Regions from separate parts of the Mus musculus genome. Here region 1 is linked to region 2. Evidence: chromatin contacts called from public HiChIP or PLAC-seq data. All regions are on one chromosome and are shown on one strand. The core of a region is the stretch at or near the end of the contact, and the rest is flanking DNA. Distances in the headings are between cores, read along the strand shown.

Region 1 (4,037 bases), core at 1,359-3,858, 530 kb after region 2:
CAACTGGTATTCTAAAAGAGGTGTCTGAACTGAGAGGTGGCTTGCTTGCTTGCTTGCTTGATTGATTGGCTGGTGGCTGATAGTGGTGGTGGGGGTTGTAGTCCTTTGTGTAAGTACAGGTGCACATTTGTCATGTGACTGCCAAAGGATAACTCAGGTGTTGAGCCTAGCTTTCTACCTTGTTTGTGGAGTTTCTTTGTTGTCGTTTTATTGCAAGTATCATGTCATCCAGCCCACAGGCTTCTAGGTGGTTTCCTGTCCCTGCCTCCCATCTCACTATCAGAAGTGCTGTCATAACACACTACTGTACCCGGCTGTACAGATATTTTGGAGATTTGAACTCATATCTTCTCACTTGCATGGCAAGCTCTTTTACTCACTGAGCCATCTCATTGGCTCCCGGACAGAGCTTTGAAAAACAAATTGGAAATACCCAAAAGGATTGTGTGTAGGAACTGCAGAGGCCAACATTATGAGAAAACACTTAGTGTCCACATGGAGGCTAAAAAGAATAGGCTCTATTTAAAATGCAAATTAGTTTCTAAGACCAGAGAATAGAAGTCACGGCAAGCTGACATCATGTGATTATGCCATGAAGTTGGTCTTTCTTCTATAGGATATGAAGAGTCTTTGAAGCATATGACATAAAGGATAAGCATGATAGAGTCTGAGTTTATTCAATGGATTCACCAAACATTTGCTGAGAATCAACTGTGTGGTTGGCATTGTGCCAACCTTGGCACTAAGAGTTTAATACCCAAGAAGACAGAAATGATCCTCGGCGGTACAGAACCTAAATTCTGATGAAGAAGGAACAATAAACAAGTGAACTCCTAAATCAACAGAAGAGTAGAAGAAATCTACATTGTTATAAATCCTACGAGGAAAATTAAAACATGTGTGAGGATAACGGATCAGAGATAGCTCCCTTCTAAAAATGCTTAGGACGAATTCCTCTCAGGAATTCCTCAGTAGCATTGACAAGGAGCAAATGAGGATTGGTTTCATTCAGTCATTTGTTTACTTCAGTTAATACGTTTCACCTTCCAACTCTAGAGGGATTTTGGAGAACTGGGTTAATCATGTTGCAGACTGAGGGAAGAAGGTTGAACCTTGACCTCAATGAGTGGCAAGAGCACTGTGGTGGACAGGTGAGTGGTAAGAACACCTGGGTGGACAGGTGAGTGGTAAGAACACCTGGGTGGACAGGTGGGTGGTAAGAACACCTGTGTGGACAGGTGAGTGGCAAGAACACCTGGGTGGACAGGTGAGTGGTAAGAACACCTGGTGGACAGGTGAGTGGTAAGAACACCTGGATGGACAGGTGAGTGGTAAGAACACCTGGGTGGACAGGTAAGAACATGTGATGGTAAAGTTAGTGTCTGGACTCTCAGCTGGTGGCCAGGTGAGTGGCAAGAGCACATGGTGCGCAGAGAACTTGAGAGAAAGAGAGATGGGTAGACAGGTGACTTGAGGAGTATACCTAGGCTTTCTGTAGTAGTGACAGCAACCAATGAAGCTTAGCTGAGTGTTGACCATTGCTTGCTGATTGGAACTAGCAGAGGCATAGCCCATCAGTAAAGTATATATATACTTTTTTGGATTTTTCTTTTTGTCATTTATTTTCTAGGGAAATCCAAATTTTTCCTTTGAAAAAATGGCTATTTAAGTCTACTTAAAGGAACTGGCAAGACAAAAGAAAAATACAACACTCCTACTTAAAAATAATCTTTTTTTATTTTCATTAAAAGGGAACTTTTATATTGAAGACTTGAAGACTGGGGATAACTATGTATTTTGTGCTTAATCTTGAAGAACCTTGGACAGCTATGTGGGAATGATTGACAAGTATGATTTAATAGAAAAAGACTGGAAGAAACCCTGCAAGGCCTGTGCATTCAGACCTGCCTTAGCCTGCCTGGACACTATTCCTTCCTTCTAGGATGGATAGAGTCCTTCCTGAGATAGAAATTATGATCCTGAAAGTGTCAAATGGAGCAGAGGTTGGGCCAGCATCCCTAGGGTTCTCTGCTCCCAGTCTTCACAGGGTGGAGGGCCAAAGGGCAGGTGCTATGAAGCAACATCCTGAGCTACTTTAAGCTCCAGAGCAGCATTGAAAACAGGTGAATCCCCAACCCTTCACCCTGCTTCCTTATTCTGTGAACTGAGACATTCAGATCAGAGCAAGAGCAAAGAAAGATCTGACTTCTTATAAACCGTCTCAGTTTCCATGTTTTCTTCCAGGCACAGTTGTGCTGGTTCATCTTTTTCTACACCCTCCATCCTTCCAAGATGCCTCTCTCTCTCTCTCTCTCTCTCTCTCTCTCTCTCTCTCTCTCTCTCTCTCTCTCTCACACACACACACACACACACACACACACACTTCACTTACTTGCAACCATCTTTAACAATGCAAACAGGAGGAACAAGGTAAGATGGAGTGTTTGGGGTAGAGGTGTGCAGCAGCCAAGTGCTGTCACAATCAGCACACCCAAGCACCGTTTGTAATAGATTGTTCCTGTAAATTAGCGGCTCTAGCTGACAGAGCTATGAGTGCTTTTGGAAAGCTTCTCTATCAGTGTCAAAATCAAAGGCAGAGGGCGCGGAGAAGGCTGGGTTTAGCAGGGTGGCATTTTAGATGTGGATTTATCCAAATGAAGTGCACACTTGCTTTTCCTGTCTATCTTTGTAAGCCTTTGTTCTTTTTGTACTTTGAAGTATATCGGGGTTGGTAGTTTTAACAAAAGTCCCATGGAGAGGTCTTCTGGTAGGTAGACATACAAAGTTTGAGGTTTGGGGCCGATTACATGATGTGGAAAAAAACAGAACAGAATTTATAAGTCAAAATCTGCCACAAGGTAGTGTGGAAATTTGGGGAATCGAATTAGTAATAAATCCCAAGCCTTCCCCTTTGGACAGTAGGTCACCCTGCCTTTCTGGCCCTCAAGTTTACGACCTGCAATGAAGAAAGGCAAAGACTGTCTACTGGCCAGGCCTGTGGACACATTTAGTGTTCAGGAGGCAAGCAATTACGATTCCAGTTTTACAAGAGACCCAAGTTCCCCAAGTCAGTCCAATTTTCAAAACTAGGCTTCACCATGATGTGTCATCTTCTATTTATTTAACAACAACCAAAAAAAACCCCTACTTTTTCAAAGTTTATTTGTTTTCACTATAACCAACTCCAAAAGCACACTCAGATGTGTTTTATCACACAGGCGACCACGCAGAAGACTTTTAAACTCACCGGTTTCTATTGCAGAGCCGACTGAGTTTATGGGAAATTGCACTAATGTGTCCCTTGTCTGCCTCTTTTGTTAAATCCAAAAGCTTCCAGGGGAGAGTGTTTAAGAACCATTTGCAGCCACTTACTTGGTGTTTTAGTTATTCATGACTACATGAACAAATTATTCCAAATATCTATCGGTGGTTAAAGACAACATAATTGTTGTCTGAGGTATGTCTGATGTTCAGAGGTTTTGGCCTACCGTTGGCTGAAATCGAGGCACGAACCACGGCTATACTCATGTATTCCTTCCGTCCCTGGGGAAGGATATGCCCCTAAGTGTACTGTCCTGGGCTACTGGCAAAATTCAGTTCCTCTGGGGCTTCTTGACTGGAGGCATCTCTCAGTCCTTGCCATGCACATCTCTCCATGGAGCAGATGACAACGTGGCAGTGTGCGTCATGCAATGAAACAGATGAGTAGAGCCAGCGAGCACGAGGGTCAGCAAGATGGAAGTCACAGTGTCTGTCTTAGAGTTCTATTGCTGTGAAGAGATCATCACCACGGCAACTCCTCTAAAGGAAAACATTTAACTGTGATGGCTTACTGTTCAAAGGTTTTGTCCATTATTGTCATGATGAGAAGCACGGCAGCACATGGACAGACGTGGTGTTGGAGAAAGTGTTGAGAGTTCCACATCTGGATCCTTAGGCAGCAGAAAGAGGAAGAGCCTGGGCCTGGCTTGAGCTTCTGAACCATGTCGTCCCCCTCCCCCGCAGTGATACACTTCCTTCAACAAGGTCATGCCTCC
Region 2 (4,060 bases), core at 1,315-3,814:
GTTCTTTGTGAACTTAGCTATGCGCTCTAGAGCCTCCCCTCCAGAGGATGCCACAAGTGTTCAATTTCGCTTGTTATTCTTACATATTGTATAGGGAGTTAGGCTGGAATTTCAAAGGAAACCCTCTAGTTTAAACAGAAATACCTGGTTGCTACTTCATTCCCTCCCCCTGCCCTGATGAAATACCCTTCATTGCTGTTTCTGTAACATCTTAATCAAATCCAGATCCTTAAACACACACTGCTGGTAAACAAACCATGCCGGCACCAGGTTCAATCAACTGAGAAGAAAGGTAAAACACGAGGAACGTGGATGCCCACACCTTTCAGTCCCTCAAGCTGTGTGCCATCAGCACAAGACGCCATACTTACAGCCCTTCTGGTGGCCGCCTGGTCTGAACACTGAGCCCGCAGAATGGCTTCTTTTCACAAGTGGTTTTAACAGGTACCCAGGGGTGGTACCCTTCCACTTCATTCTTAGTGTGCAGTGCTGTCACTTGACACACACCCCCCTGCCCGTGTGTGTTCGTGTGTGTGTGTGTGTGTGATCTCTCTCCAGATCTCGCACTCTCCAACAACTTGTTCCCTTTCACAAACAGAAGTTAGGAGAGGCGGGATCTCGGCACCTCCAGCCTTGTGGCCGTGCATCCTGATGTGGCTGTAGATTCGTTTTCTAGCAACTGCAGACAAGTAACCTCCTTCATTGCACAAGCTTGAGCTCTGAAACAGCCTTAGTAACTGTTTACCCCTCTGAGTCACTAGGGATGGATTATTTCCCTACGTGCCAGAGTATGTTTGATTTGAAAAGCATCTAAAAATACCTGCTCAGTTACTTGTAAAGCAGGATGGTATGGGGATAGACATATGTGCTTGAATGTTAAGAGAGATGTAGTAAAGTGAGCAAATTTGTGCCAAAATAAAATCAAGTATGGACGTGCCTATTTGCTATGAGAACTGCCCACTGCCCACTAATCCCACTGGCCTAAGACTACACACGGCACAGACTACTTATCTGCCCCATCTTTATCTGTCCTCCTCTTTCGGGCTCCTAGTGTAGACCACCTTGTAGTGTTTGTTGTTTTTGTTACTTGGATCTACTTCCAAGTCTTACTTCTGCTGTGCTTTCTTCCTGCCACGCTGCCTTACAGCTCTGAGATGCGTCTTCCTCTTCCTGCGTTCCAGCCTTGTTTATCTCCATCTGCAGTAGGTTCAGCTGCCCAGTGTGGCCCTTGAATGGACACCACCGTTTCTGTTTCTCCCTGAGTGTCCTGATCCCGCAACCTCCGTGCATTTTGTTCTCTATCTATACTTCTTGAGTTTCTTTTCCTGTCTTTCATTAGACTTTGCATCTTTCCTCCATAGAACTCAGTATAGACACCCTCTGTGGTCCTCACGGTTTCCTTAACTGCTTAGTTTTGTTCATCTTTTGGTGCTAGGAGTTAAACCTTGGTCTTGTATGTGGTTGGCAGCAGTCTGTCATTGAGTTATACCTCAAGCCCATTTGTCATGACACGTCTTGTCTTTTTCTTTGTGATTCCTGTAAGCAGCGGTGCTTCTGTCCCTTTCCGTGTGTTTGTTTTGTTTTGTTTTTACTGAGTGTGCAGTATTGGATGAACTAAACGTACTTGTTTTGTGGAGTTAGAGCAAATATTTCAGATACCTAAAAGCACTTACTAATCTTTCCAAAGGAAGACTAGGCATATGGTAATTGTCAGAAAATTCTATGATCTTATCTTGGCTATACGTTGCCCAACAGTAGGATAGGTTATGAGAAACGGATGTTGATTTTGTCATTGGAGAAGCAGCTGGCACTGCTGTGATGTCATAAGGCTGTCACAGTGAGTCAGTGCCATGCGTGTGCTCCGGTGTTCACTGCAGCTGTGCTGGGTAGCACCTGACTATGCATACACATCCCTTTGGACTCTCATCCTGTCCATGGCTACCCCTGCTCCATGCCACCTTACTTGCCAGCAGTACTCACTATGCCATCCCCTCACTGGACCAAAGGGACCTTGCTCCATCCTTTCTCTGGGGCCTGACTGCAGAGGTTTCCCCCCCAACCCCCCGCATATTCTGTGCTTACTTGTCAGGCCAGGCTTCCCCACGACTTGGGGCTTTCCCGGGTCTTCTGTCTGTCTGGAACATGGTGTCTGCCTTTCCCGTAGCCCATCGGCATACACCTCACCATTCGTGCAGTCTTCCCAACGTTTGTGCTCCGTGTTCCATCCATTTGGGGGAGGGGGGAGTGTTATTTTTATTTTTCATAGGAGGTGGGACCTTGCCACAGCAGAATCTTCCCAAGAACACGCATCTTCTCTGCTCTATATATTCCTTTACTTAGGATGTAGTGGGTACTGGCCAGGTACTGTCGCAGAAACTCAGTTCTATACTCTGTTGAGCCTCTGCCTCACTGGGTTAACTGGAAAGGGTCAGGAGAACATTGTCTTATTTAGTTACCACATATAGAGAGTGTTTTCTAGCATATTGAAGACACTTCTTCACACTGCCAAGTAGGTCTCCCAGCTACTTATCTGTGGCTCTCCAGCTGAGAGGGGGAGGGGTTTCAGAAAGGAAGCTGAACTAGGTAAAGTTACTGGCTCTCATTTCCTGCACAGTAGGAAGGCAGCAGGGATGGGGAGGGTTGGAGGTCTCTGGTAGCTAGCTCACTGGACTCTCCTCAGTTTGTTGTTGACAGTGGTGGCCTGCCGAGGTTGGTGGAAGGAAGGCTGGCCAGCAGATGTGAGTGAGAGCTGCTATTGTGCTGCCTTGCTCTTTGCAGGCTGGGGGCCAGGCACCCTGACTACCTGCTCAGGAGTTTGTAGCCACTGTCACAACCAAATGACATCACAGGGAGATCTGATGTCCTCTTTCTACCGGGTCTGTTTATAAAGTGAAATGGCGCTCCTGTAAAAATTCACAGCTTTTACAGTCCCGGTGACCTTGAGTTGTGTAGGTCACTCTCTCTGTGCAGTAAAGCTGCTGTGAGGATTGACTGTCCTGCAGGACCTCATTCAGAAACGCTGTGAGGTCCAGTTGTCTGCATTGTCCATGCCTTTCCCAAGTAGACAGGACTCATGGTCAGCACATACCCCGACGGGCAGACAGGTTAACCTTCAAATTCAAGCTCTTTGAAGAGGTGAAGAAAGTGAGAACCAATCATATAAGAGGTAATTTGGCTTCTGAGTATCTCGGCCGGGTGGGCTTGTATAGAACAAGTTGGCCATAGGGCTTCTTGCTGTGTTGAATTTTGTTCTTCCTTCTGAAAGAGAAGCCACTGACATCAGGAACTGAAATTGCTAGAAAATACTTTTGGGAACTTAACACTACAAGGTAGAGGAAGGGTGCCTGCCAATGAAAAGGCTGCAGTGCGGTGGCTTTTCCCTTTAGAGAGGTCACTTTACTTTCTCTTCTGTCACTGAAAGCATTTCATGGGCTCCTAGAAAAATGTCACCCACCTCCGGGGTCCAGGTTTAAATCTTGGGGAAGCTGCCCTGGGTTCTGGTGGAAGACGATGCCACTGAGAAGGTAGCCAGTCACTCTGGTGACCTGACTTGTTCCCTCATGGAGCGCCTGTCTTAAACACGGCCCTAATGGCTCACAGCCATGCTAGTCTCAATTAATGAGAGTCTAGAAAGTCAGATTCAGCGTCTGTGACCTGGCTCTGCTACCCATGCACATAGCATGCCCTTAATGAGAGCGTCTGAGAGGATGTGGCTGGTCACACTGACGCTGTATATGGAAGCTGAGTCCATCTTGCTGTGGGAACTGCAACTCTGATGTTTGAGACCTAGGTGTGATTAAAGTCTGTGTGGTAACTCTTCATTCTTCCTTTCTTTCCTTTCCTTTCCATGTCAAACAGAATAAAAATTGATTTAGAGAGACTGTTTGCAGAGCCATCCTCAGGAGGAGGCCCCTTACAAACCACACACATCCGTGTCATCCATATTTTTACCCGAAGACGAGAGTGCTGACAGGCCAGAGTGCTTTGCAGTTTCCTTCTTTAGATTTCTCTGATTTCTCCTTAGAGTTCTCTTCAGAGCACATGCTAGCTACCATGTAAA

Evidence for each region. HiChIP or PLAC-seq counts read pairs in DNA pulled down with a chosen protein or histone mark.
Region 1: a contact with region 2 is called in an H3K27ac HiChIP or PLAC-seq map of regulatory T cells, with 9 times the contacts expected there. The contact joins two enhancer-like sites. A contact is called at or near these places in 1 of 484 Hi-C or Micro-C datasets (bone marrow-derived macrophages), 7 of 115 datasets of contacts at active chromatin or transcription factors (double positive thymocytes, embryonic basal ganglia, embryonic stem cells and 4 more) and 1 of 9 other capture datasets (embryonic stem cells).

The regions. Positions count from the first base shown.
Region 1 is chr3:52,830,068-52,834,104 of GRCm38.p6, forward strand. No RefSeq gene overlaps it. Among named protein-coding and RNA genes, the nearest start is that of Gm30292, 34 kb to the left of the region's middle. Within about 2 kb of position 2,609, at least 22 of the 459 cell types and tissues checked have an H3K27ac peak or open chromatin away from gene starts, as enhancers often do. A contact at or near this core is called in regulatory T cells, where this site is marked.
Region 2 is chr3:52,297,022-52,301,081 of GRCm38.p6, forward strand. All of the region lies in intron 1 of Foxo1 (forkhead box O1), which reads left to right. Among named protein-coding and RNA genes, the nearest start is that of Foxo1, 31 kb to the left of the region's middle. Within about 2 kb of position 2,565, at least 52 of the 459 cell types and tissues checked have an H3K27ac peak or open chromatin away from gene starts, as enhancers often do. A contact at or near this core is called in regulatory T cells, where this site is marked.